2 separate regions of the Lactuca sativa genome follow, and region 1 is linked to region 2. The links are chromatin contacts, called in public Hi-C maps. All regions are on one chromosome and are shown on one strand. The core of a region is the stretch at or near the end of the contact, and the rest is flanking DNA. Distances in the headings are between cores, read along the strand shown.

Region 1 (6,261 bases), core at 2,957-5,456, 330 kb before region 2:
CTAACACATCAAGCATGGCGCACACTTGGCGCGCATCTCTAAATTTCCTATAAAAATTCATATATTCCTTATATGAATCTTGTTTCTTACCCTCTTTTTATATTTGTATAACTCTCTACTAGTACTATAACTTTCCTTAAGATTGCATTGTTAAATTTTAACTATTATTTTTAGCCCGTATTTTATATTTTTCCAAAAATCGTATCTTCTCTATATAGACTCCGTTTTTGACATTTTTCTTTTATAAGTTTTTATCTCTTGGGATACCATGATTTCCTTTTAATGACTTTAGTCAGAACTCAAACGATTTATTTATACAATTTTGATGTTGATTACGTTAATACGCGGTTGATTTTTACTTTTTAAAAAAAAACCAGAACTCCTCGGAGTCAGATATTTATAGAGTTTACATCCGTGGGATCACGTTACGGTGTACTTTCCAAATACACTAACCATTATTTGTAGTGGTATATCTTTTTGGTCACTTATTTTTGACCATATTAACCTTTTTATTTCTTATAAATCATAGCATGTTTGATCATATTTTCTCGGAATATGAAAGACTCTATTGTTACCATTTGTTGGTGCTAATCTCTAGTGACTGTTGTTGACACAAAATTTTCCGATTGTCAAATGAGTGGATCAGGGGCGGCTCAACTAATTTGGGGGCTCTAAGCGAACCAAAATTTTGGGGCCTTTGAGTTCCTGACAGTTATTGATAGCCTTGACCTTCAAAAAACTCAAATTCGTTCCACCATTACAACTTCTAACAAAAATCGTTCCAAACCCCAAAATCCAACTTGACACAATGAATATTAAAAAAATTAAGCCCTATTAACCTTAATAAATAGTCTAATCAAGAAAGAAGAATCAGTCTACATCAAAGTTCAAAAAATAGATTTATTCCTTCTTTTCTACATCAAATAGATTTCTACATCAAAATTAATAGTTTTAACTTCATCAAAGTAAAACAATTTAGCATAATATATATCTAAATTCTAAAACAACACGTCACTAAAAAATTGCAGAAAATATTTACTTGCGTCGCCCTAAAATCAGAAAATTCAATCTTACAACTAACAACAATGAATCATACAAAACTTTAAAACATACTTACAAACACAAATCGAATCTAATTGTGAGACAGCAACAGGAAAAATGCTCATATACAAAGTACAAACAGTTAAACTCAAACACAAACAGGATTACAGGAAGAATCAAGAATTCGCTAAGGAAAGAGACAAATAGTAAGAGATTATCAACCTTTCAGAAAGAAGAATCAACTATCAAACTAACCTCTTTTTTTTTATTTTTGAATAAGAATTGGTCAGATCATCAGAGCCAAGAAGAAGAAGATTAGAATCGAGAATCAAATTAAAACTGGTAGACGGTAGTGGTAATCCATCATGCGGTTACGAGGATAGAGGAGAATGAAGAATGAACTCAGAGGACACAGATTCACAGAAAGAATAGTCGCCGAGAATTATTTCTGCTTATTGCGTTAATGGAAAATCCAAACCGTTAATCCCTAATTGAAATATGGGTTAAATGAGGCCTTAAGCAAGGGCTTATTTTTCATCTATGTAAGGCCGGACCTGGAGTGAAGTCAAATGATGTGGATCTCTTATGCAAATATATATATATATATATATATATATATATATATATATATATATATATATCTTTACTATCTTATAAAAGAAATCTCACTATTTCTATAAATAGATTCAATATAATAATAATATTTTTTTAAGACGTCCAAATATTAAAGCTTAAAGTACAACCAAACATCAATAAAATAATATTAAAATCTTAAGTTAACCCATGGAGATCATATATATATGTTTGAACTTTGAATCCTCCTAAAAATCTGGCAAAATTGACCAAATATTCACTATAGTTCACGCAATTAAATCGGTTTCAGATGGAGTTATTATTTGACCTGAATCCTTAGTTTTAGTAGACTAAACCAATCTTTATCTCATGTGTAGTTTCAACAAATTTTAAAGAAACATAAATGTGCACCGTAAACCGTCAGTCCCTTTTCTTCTTCATGAAGCCACCTCTCTAATCATGACTTGTTTTTCTTTTTACAGGTTGTAAGTCATGGATCTCGATCTACACCACCATTTTCACACCACCTAAGTCTCTCTCTCTCTCTCTCTCTCTCTCTCTCTCTCAACTGCGTTTATTTTTACAAGTTGTTTTTTTATAGTTTTTTTTTTATTTTTTATGCAAGCAATGATTTGAGTATAAATGCACATAGAGGAAAGAAAAGAAACGTAGGTACCAAACTTGAAGAAAAGAAAACTATGAAGCAAACCTGAAGGTATCTTCTTGATTTTGAATTCTCGATTATTTTGCATTTTTTTGGACAAGCAATCAACTATATTATCTTTTAACATATTTGACCATATGTGGTTTATCGTGATTTTCCTCCTGATGAGTTTCTTTTTTGATATGATTTTTTGGCAAATCCGACCTCCACAAAAAGTTTGTTGAAATTCAATAAATAACATGCTTCAAAAATATGTAACCATTGATTGTTATGGGTTTGGCTTTTGCTTGAATTGAATTATTGTTCAAAAATATCTTACCTAACTGCCTTGTTTTTCAAAAGTATTTTATTCCTTAATTGCTCATGGCAGGGTCATCATTGTTAGCAAGAGAGACTTTTTGAAGAATGAAGGGATATTGACTAGCTTCCCTGAAGGTAGACATATAAGTTCCTTTGATGATGGTTATTGATGGCGAAGATAGTCATCTGCTCCTTTATCGTTCAAGATCACCCAACAGGAATTTGGTAGCAGCTATACTCCTCCATACAACATGAAGGTCAAGTCAATTCGAGCCTATATATTTCTAGCAAGCTATATCTTATAGTTTCTTATATGGGCTGAATGTTTGACTTCATTTTGGACGTAAAAACCTGATAATCGATGTCAATTTTTGGATCCGAAAAAGCAATATATTAAAATTTTATAAACTATAAAATCTATTGCATCTTGTGAAATGCAAGAGCATAATCACATTGAATTTACCTGGTCTCGCAAGCATACATGATAGTCAAATTCTTATAATATTACAATCTATGTGTAAATCGATAGCAAAATGTTTTCTTTGGAAAATACACAAAAGTTAAATGGTTGACAAATAATATCATTGACGGTCATTTCCTAATACTAAATCATACTTTTCTCATTGGTAGTCTATTAGTTCAAAATCATTTAATTTCAAGAATACTTGTTTTCTGTCTAATTGTGTTGTTTTAGTTTATTATTGAGCAGGAGCTACTATAAGTATAGAAGGGATAAAAGCATGTGGTTATTGTTTTTTGCTATTTATATGCTTATTCATCGTGCCTAGCTAGGGGATTATTTTTGGAATTTTGAAGGGATAAAATCAAATAATATTTGTTTGCCCAGATTCTTTTTTATTTTATATAATTTTGCATCAGAACCAGTTATGTATAACTATGCTTAGATATCAATTTTTTTTATTGTATACACTTACATTTAAAAATGCGGTTCACCAACAATTTATGGGTGTTAATACACATTAGGGGGTTTTAACATTCTAAGTATCATGCCTATTAATAGATTAAACTTATTGTTCATTTTTTGAGTAGATTAATTTTGTTGGTCTTAATTTCACTAATTTGTTTGATGACTTTTAGAAAATTCTCTGTAAAAGTTGTTGATTTTACCGAAAAAAACTATACAAACTCTCTCCTCACCCTTATGGCCGTCCGCCGCATTGCGCGGGTAGACGGCTAGTATATATATATATATATATATATATATATATATATATATATATATATATATATATATATATATATATATATATATATATATAGTTAAAAGGAGCATCAATCCAAAAAACATTAAGGATTAAAACAAAACCCACTAAAAAAAACATACCAAAAGGACGATTGTTACGGTTTTGTCATAAGTAAAAAAAATAGCGTTAAATATAAATGTTTGGACTTAAGGGACTAAAGATGGAATGAAGTTATAGTTTGAGGACCAAGTCACCGCCTTTATTGCACGTGATCTGCATCACTTGGTCTATCACTAGATCTGAAGCGCTGTTCTCACCGTCGATTCCGAAGACGGCGTGAATCAACGGCTACGATTTATTAGGAGTCGGTGAAACGAGGCTCCCACTTATGGACACGAAAAAGATAAAGAGGCGTCACTCTCTTCATCCCCTAAAAAGCTTACATTTTCTGCCGTACGATCATATACTCTTCTCGTTCGGAGCCCTTGGGAAGTACCCGCGCCCCCGTCGTTTTGTTTTCTAGGGTTTCGAGCACAATATTCTTTGAGCTTTGTCGTCTTCAAATCCAGTAGAGATCTTCCGTTTTTAGGGTTATCTTCGTTGTCGGTGAGTTATTGTTGGTGATTTGATGCTATGAGTTTGAATTGCGCTGAATTAAGCTTCTGTGCGAATTGAAGTTCGTCTTTGCGGAGGAGAATTGGCTCTTTTTCGACCCAAAGAGGATTTTTGCGGTAAGATTAGGTTTTCTCCTTTGGATTACGATTTTTCTCCCCTCGTTCGTTTAATTTTTCAAAACAAAACGTTTCAATTTTAGGTTTAGGTTGGAGAAATTGTTAACCCAAACGTTCGATTTGAGAATTCTGTAATACATGGTAATCGGTTACAAGTATTGAATTTGTACATCTTTTATGGATCGAAATATGAACATGGAAACCCTAATTTCAGAGAATACGTATTTAAGTTTATTCCGCGTTTAGAGAGCGTGTGCGATCTTTTCTTTGTTAAAGAGGAATATGAGAGAGGAATGAGGGATTTGATAATGGATCCGTTTGTGAGTTAAATTGGCTTGTCATGAATATTCAGGGACGTGCGTGAAATCTTTGGGCTAGGGTTTGATATATACATCATTCTGGTTGGGTGTGAAGTGTTGATTGCAATATGGCGAAGAAGGATATGTTCCCTGATGCCTATTCTGGTGGGTTTCCCCCCAATTATGAATCAGAAGGATCTGGTTGCTCTGGACGTGATGATATCGATGCATCTGGTTATGAGGACTCGATCAACCATAGGAAAAAATGGATCAAGCTAAGCTCTGCATTATCTGATGGTTTTGGTGTTCCTGTACATGTTGTCCCTTTGTCAAAGCTCTCACCCATAGAGAAAAAGAAATTATTACTCCAATTGAAATCTGAACTTGACAGACTTAGGACATTTCAGAAAAGATTGGATGTTGATAAGCCTCGTGTTGCCACAATATCATCTTCTAATGATATTCTTAGCTCAAACTTGAAGAAATCATCTGGCTCTGGGAGAAAGATTGACCATAGTCAAAAGTCAAAGGCCCTTAATCGTGGTATTATGGGAAGGTTTTCATCTGCTAATGACACAGGGACTTTTACTCCATTACTGAAGAAACAATGTGAGAACTTATTGAAGAAGTTGATGTCCCATCAACATGGCTGGGTGTTTAACAAACCTGTTGATGTTGTTGCATTGAAAATACCAGATTACTTCAATGTCATCAAGAATCCCATGGATTTAGGGACAATAAAAGAAAAACTTTCTTCAGGGAAATACACAGGTCCCCTTGAATTTGTCGCTGATATCCGACTCACCTTTTCCAATGCCATGACTTACAACCCCCCTGGAAATGATGTCCATGTCATGGCAGATGTTCTTCATAAGTTTTTCGAGCTAAGATGGAAGCCCATTGAAAAGAAACTACCTCAAAATTCTCAACAACAATTTGAAGAGATTGATTTGGTTAAACCAATTCCTCCATCAAAGAAAAGAAAGATCACCTCAATACAACAAGAACCGTTTCCAGAAGCTAAGTTGGTGATGACAAGTGAAGAAAAGCTTAATCTAAGCAGGGAGTTGGAAGCTCATCTTACAGATTTGCCAGATAATATCATCGATTTTTTAAGAGAACACAGCTCAAGTGGGAATGAAGCAGTAGAAGATGAAATAGAAATTGATATTGATGATCTTAATAATGATACATTGTTCAAATTACGCAAGATGTTAGACAACCATATACATGAGCAACAAAATCAAGGAAAAGCAGAGCCTTGTGTCATTGAGGTACTATTTTAAATACATGTCATCTTTCCTAATTTATAACAGGATGTAAGTCTAACAATGATTCTTCATCATCGGTTTCAGCTGCTACATGAATCAGGGATTAGCAACTCAACTATGCAACTATATAGAGGTTAATAACCGTTTTCTCTTTCTCACATTCATGGGTGTTTGGTC
Region 2 (6,375 bases), core at 593-3,092:
GTCGGCTGAAAAGATAAGATCCCGCTGCTCCAAACTCCGACACGAACTCCCCCACTGAACAATACCAAAGCACTGAACTCAATAATTACCAAAATACCCCTGGAAGACAACTGGTCAACCCTTGGTCAAAGTCAAAGTCAAAGTCAACCCTTGACTGACTTTACTCGCCGAGTCAACCCGATGACTACTCGAGTCCCCATGCTCAGCATTTCCTTCAATCCGCGACCCAACTCGTTGAGTCACCCCGAGACTCGCCGAGTTCAACAACTTTGAGTCCACTCGCACACAACTCACCGAGTCACCCCTTGACTCACCGATTCACGGCTCAACCAAAAAAGATTGGGACTCTTCGACAAGACTCGTCGAGTCTAAGGCTATCTTCAACTTACTCACCGAGTTGTTCTTCCAACTCGCCGAGTTCCAGGCCATCTTCATCCAACTCGCCGAGTTGTTCTTCCAACTCGCCGAGTTCCAGCTTATCTTCAAACAACTCGCCGAGTCTACCCATGTGACTCGCCGAGTACCACCGGGTCTGAATCTATACCGAGGCTTTCCAAGCCATGCAGATGATCCAAACCATAAATCTACCCTTCCTAAGGCCATCCATCACGTAAAGTGGCAAACTTTACGTGAATCCAAGGAGATCTAGGCATTTTCACTCTAGGGCTAGGGTTTAGGACAAGGTAGCTTCACCAATCACTCATCAACAGGGACTTTATGACATACAAGACCATCCCAAGCTTAGATCTGAAGTAGCATCCTCAGATCCAAGCTTCTATCTCAATTTAGATGTCATATCAACCACCACACATGAACCCATGAAGAAAATAGCTTAAGGAAATGGTTCCTTACCCTTAGAATGAGCCCAACCAACTATAGATTCCTGATCCCCCTAAGCTTCCTGATACAAGCCTCCAATCTTCAAGCTTAAAGCACCAAATATCATTCTCCAAGCTCTAATTCACTCAACAATGGGGTCTCCTCACGAATTTAGGGCTTCTGGAACTCAAGGAATGATAAGGAGGATGGGGAGAAGATATGATGTTCTTTATATAGGGCTCAACCCTCGAAATTAGGGTTTTCTCCACTCAGCACCAACTCGCCGAGTCCACCCATGCTACTCGCCGAGTTGGTCACTTAACACGCGACCAGAGTCGCGACCCTACTCGTTGAGTCCACTCGTGGACTCGCCGAGTTGCCCTTTCCCATTTATTCTTTTAGCCCTTCAACTCTACTCTTGATATTCCGGGATGTTACAGGCTTCCATGTACAACATTTATCGAGCTTCCAATTTCCTTCAAAGTGTGTTTATTTGTGTGAAATGTACCTGGGTTTTTTTATGAAGAAGTTTACCGTGTGTATGTGAGAGAGAGAGAGAGAGATCTTGTATCATTTTCTAAACCCAAGTTAATATTTTGTAGAGCTTTAAAGATTTTTATTGGTGTAGATGGATTTCAAAGATGATGAACTTGATTGTAGAAATCTTGATCTAATTTTGACTTTTCAATCAAACATTATTTATTCATCCCATCCATAAAAAAGAAAGAGAGAAAGAGGTGGGGTTAGGGGATATATATATATATATATATATTATTTTTAAATTAAAATAGTATTTAAAAAATTAAAAAATATATATAAAAATGAAAATAAAAATGTATGATCAAGTTTTTTTTAGACCAAAACCATATAAAAAACTTTGGTTTTGGATTATCTATGCAACAATTCAACATATGTTTTAACTTATTTTTTCCCACCGTCGCCACCCATTTCACCTTTTTCAACCAGTAAACTTGTTGACAGCGACTGCGTCTTAATGGATAATGCAACAGCTTTTAATTTTGACCGAGGGTTGGGTTTGGCGGCGGGATGACTAATCAACTCGATCGTCTTTCACCTCTTGATCACGCGACATATCTATAAATTCATTCATATAGCTTTTTGATTCCACAATCTCATCCATACAATCAAACCAACCCCATCTAATTTCGTGAATTAGGATCCAAACAACATCGAATTTGGGGGAATTTAACGATGGATTCAACAAGCCTAATTTCTTCTATGTCAAGTCTACCTCTCTTCTTCGCAATGTATTTTACAATATACTTGACTGCCCACTTCATCGTCTTCCGTAGTTGGAGCCCGAAGCTCCGCCCTGAAGCCGCCAGCTGCTTAATCTCACTTGCCCATGGCACCCCGGCCGTGATCCTTGCTTGTCTCGCCATCCTCGCTGATTCCACAACTGGGTTCGCCACGATCAACACTCATTTTCAGAATACCGTTCTTGAATACAGCATTGCTTACTTCTTAATGGATCTTTGCCACTATTTAACCTTCTACCCAACCGATATCCTCTTCATCGGTCATCATTTAGCTACCCTTTTCGTTTTCGTTACCTGTCGATATCTAGTTCTTCACGGAGCATACGCGGTGTTGATTTTACTTGCTCTGGCGGAGATCACGAGCTTCTTTCAGAACGTTTGGACGCTGGCAAGTGCACGAAGGGAGGATTCTGAAACTGCACGCCAGGTGTTTGATCTTTTGTCTCCTCCATTTTATGTGCTATATTCTGCTGTTAGAGGTTTTGCTGGACCTTTATTTGTTTACAAAATGGTTGTTTTCTATTCGAGTGGGGTTGCTGATAATGTTATTCCCAAATGGCTTTGGGTTTCTTGGATTTGTGTTGTTGTCATGGCTATTTCTGTTAGTGTACTTTGGATTTCTAACCTTTGGATCGAGTTGTATAGAGAAAGAATGTTTAAGCTTGAGAAGGAGAAGAAAAGTACATAGAAAACGGAATAAATTAAGTCTGACTTGGGATATATATTGTAATGTTCATGGGTTATATATTAAAGAGAATCATAAATCAATTGTTATTCATGATATGTTACAAATATTGTAGAACACATAGAACATATAATATAATGAATAATAAACAGAAAAAAGAAGAAAAGAAAAGAAAATCACACAAATCCCCTATTATTTTGCTTTCTTCCACTTTTACTTTGAGTGATAATGATCAACTATAGAACTTATAATCCTTGGCTTGCTTAATGATATTGTAAAGTCCCCCAATAGGTGATAGAATCATCAAACATAGACCAAGAAAGATGCAAATCTGAAAATTAAAATGTTAGTTTAGATTTCATTTTATTTTATAAAAAACAAATAATGTATGGGGTTAGAAGATAAAACCTACCCAATTAGTGCACCAAGACAAGCTGAACCTCTTTGGTTTACAGATGGCAAGCCACATAATGCATGGAAGCTTTTGAAATCAAAAAGTCAAAAAGTCAACACAACAAGAAATAGTTGGATTTTGAGAAATTGAAGAAAATGTGGATGTTTATATAACTCGAAAAATATTCTTACAAAATAAGTTGTGGGGGCAAAGGCTAAGCCTCCGAAAAATCCAAGGAGACCTCCAAAGAAAGGGAAGGTTATAGCAACAAACATTGTGAATGCTGAAATCCAAAAAAAAAAAAAAAAGATTGGTAAATGATTCTTTAAAATAGATAAATTCCTAACATTTTGCCTTGACATACTATTGTACTTTACTAACCTACGTAGATATTTCGCGTACAAAACCGCAAGATCCAAGTTGGTTTGAATTTCAATTTTTTCACCAACAAGGTTTCCATCATATCAAAAACCGGCATTGCATAAATCTATACAAACTCAAAACTTCGTTAGCATGTAGAAAAATGCAAATACATTGCTACTAGAAAAATGTTAAAAAAAAATGGCAAAACATCCTTTACTCATTTTACCCATATATACAATGTATTTTATTTTTCACCTATAATAGCAATATACTTACATTTTATTTACCCATAACAACAATGTTCTTACAATTTTTTAGGGTAAATGGCACAAGACACAATATTTTCACATATTTTTTAATTTTGACATTGTGTTATTTTTTGTTCTAAATCGAAAATCGCATTTTTGAATTTTGTTCAATTTTGACCATTTCACCGGGGACCCTGCCAGGGTCCGGTTTGGCATACCAAGTTGGAAAATGTGATGTCAAAATCAAAAAAAGTGAAAACAAATTGTCTCTCAAACAAAAATTGGAAAATGCAATGCCAAAATCGAAAAAAAAGTGAATGCAGTGTCGACATTTAACGGAAAACACAATTGGAAAGTACAATGTTTAAATACCTGTTGTGCCATTTGCCCCTTTTTTTTTACTGATAATAGCAATATGTAATCAATAAAGCAACTTACATTTTCTTGACACATAATAACAAGGTACTTACATTTCTTTACCAATAGTAACAATATGTAACAATAATTTGGGTGAGAATTAAAAACAATTAAAAGGGGGTATAAATGTCATTTTATATGGGTAAAGGAACAACCACGATCGAAATTGAAAACTACAGGAACCATCTATGAGGTTTTTTAAACTTACGGACTATATCCCCGAGTTTGGGAAACCAAACCAGAGGGACCATTTACGAGGTTTTGTCACATTGGTATCCAAAGCAAGTATGTTGCTTTTATAAATACCAAATAAAGAACATTGCTATTATTGATAAAGAATTACCTGATAACTACCGATGACATGGATAACCACAAACAAGTTAGCAGCAGCAATAAGCCATTTAGGCTTATGTAGTGAAATCAAAATATTATCCGCGACTTTATTTCCAAACATATAATATCCAAGAAAAGCCACCGGAAAATAGCACAAAGCCACCACCACATAAGCCACCACCACCCCCTTCCACATGGGTCCCTTTGAAGGCTTTTCGGGTGTTGAAGGAATTGTTGCCTGGATCTCAAGCACAACATTATGGCCCGCATATGCAAATGCCACGTCACCCAAAGCTGAAAGAAAATTGAATGTTGTTTCTGCTGGGGTTTTGCCTTTGTACCCGTATTCCAAATTTTCTTGCATGCCCTTATTCACAGAAGCTGTCCATGCAATTGTTGAGTAACTGTTTCGGAAAAACACCTTATGTTAGAGGAAATTACAAAATTGGTCCCTGAGCTTTCGGATTTTTACTGTGTTTCGTCTAAAACAGAAATGTTTTTTCAGTTATGGTCCGTATTTCGAGGTTTCATGTTGATGTTTTGTCTCTGAAACTTTTATATAAGGACCAAATCAAGTAACTGGTTTGGCAAGAGCACTGGAAGTTACGCATATGGTTCCTGTGTTTTCTGATTTTTACTGTGTTTAGTCCAAAACTGAAACTTTTTTCAGTTTTGGTCCTTATTTCAAGGTTTCATGTTGATAGTTGAAAATTGACATTTTTTTTAAGTTTTGGTCCTTATTTCAAGGTTTCATATTGATTTTGGTATATGGAACTTTGAAATAAGGACCAAAATCGAGTAAATATCTGGTCATAACACTTTAAATTAGAGTAAATTACAAAATGGTCCCTGTGCTTTCTGATCTTTACCATGTTTAGTCCAAAACAGAAACGTTTTTTCAGTTATGGTGTCGATTTTTGTCTCTGAAACTTTTATATACGGACCAAATCAAATAATTGGCTTAGCAAGAACACTTGAAAATAGAGGAAGTTACGAATATGGTTCTTGTGCTTTCTGATTTTTACTGTGTTTAGTCCAAAACTGAAACCTTTTTCAGTTTTGGTCCTTATTTCAAGGTTTCATATCAATTTTGGTATCTGGAACCGTGAAATAAGGACCAAAATCAATGAGGTGTTTGGCAATCACACTGTAAGTTAGAGTAAATGACAAAAACAGTCCTTGTGCTATCTGATTTTTACCGTCTTTAGTCCAAAACTGAAACCTTTTTCAGTTTTAGTCATATTTTATGGTTTTGTATCGATTTTTGGTCTTTGGAACTTTGAAACAAGGACCAAAATCGAGTTAAAATTAGAGTGAATTACAAAATGGTCTATGTCCTTTCTGATTTTTACTGTGTTTAGTCCAAAACTGAAACTTTTCTCAATTTTGGTCCTTATTTCAAGGTTTCATATGAACAACCAAAATAGATACAAAACCTTGAAATTATAATTCTTGAATACCATTTTAGTTAAAGACAATTGACAAGGGTAAAGATGTAAAAACTCACGTTAAAGACATGACAGCAGCAGCCAATGAGACGCCAGAAATGGAGTTGAAATTTGGAAGGTGAGACAACACAAAATGAACAGAAGCAAATATCATAATGAAATATGTTGTTTTGAATTCTTTGCAATCTTCACAAAGAGTTTTGTGGATTTTCTTTATAGATACGCCACCTGTCACCATATAAACTATATCCACACCCACTTCACAAATCAGCTGTTGGGGAACAACGATATATAAACCGAGTTTTTCACCAAAAGCTTCTTGACCTAATTCATGGTATCTATCAAACCGTTTTCCAGGTATTATTTCATGCATTTCAACCATTTGCCA

What was found. Hi-C and Micro-C count contacts between places; a contact is called where the count stands out from the background.
Region 1: a Hi-C map of leaf shows a contact between it and region 2, with 9 times the contacts expected there. The contact joins the promoter of LOC111893489 here to the promoter of LOC111893220 in region 2. A contact is called at or near these places in 3 of 4 Hi-C or Micro-C datasets (leaf and seed).

The regions. Positions count from the first base shown.
Region 1 is chr3:206,508,037-206,514,297 of Lsat_Salinas_v11, reverse strand. LOC111893489 (transcription factor GTE9) reads left to right here and starts at 4,206. Exons shown (of 10, transcript XM_042898642.2): 1 at 4,206-4,514; 2 at 4,867-6,087; 3 at 6,169-6,217. The coding sequence starts at 4,942.
Region 2 is chr3:206,172,747-206,179,121 of Lsat_Salinas_v11, reverse strand. It overlaps LOC111893220 (TLC domain-containing protein At5g14285), which reads left to right and starts at 1,842. Exons shown (of 1, transcript XM_023889287.3): 1 at 1,842-2,877. The coding sequence starts at 2,032. The coding sequence ends at 2,787. LOC111893218 (lysine histidine transporter 1) reads right to left here. Exons shown (of 8, transcript XM_023889285.3): 3 at 6,047-6,375; 4 at 4,550-4,943; 5 at 3,560-3,665; 6 at 3,370-3,461; 7 at 3,197-3,265; 8 at 2,979-3,115. The coding sequence ends at 3,017.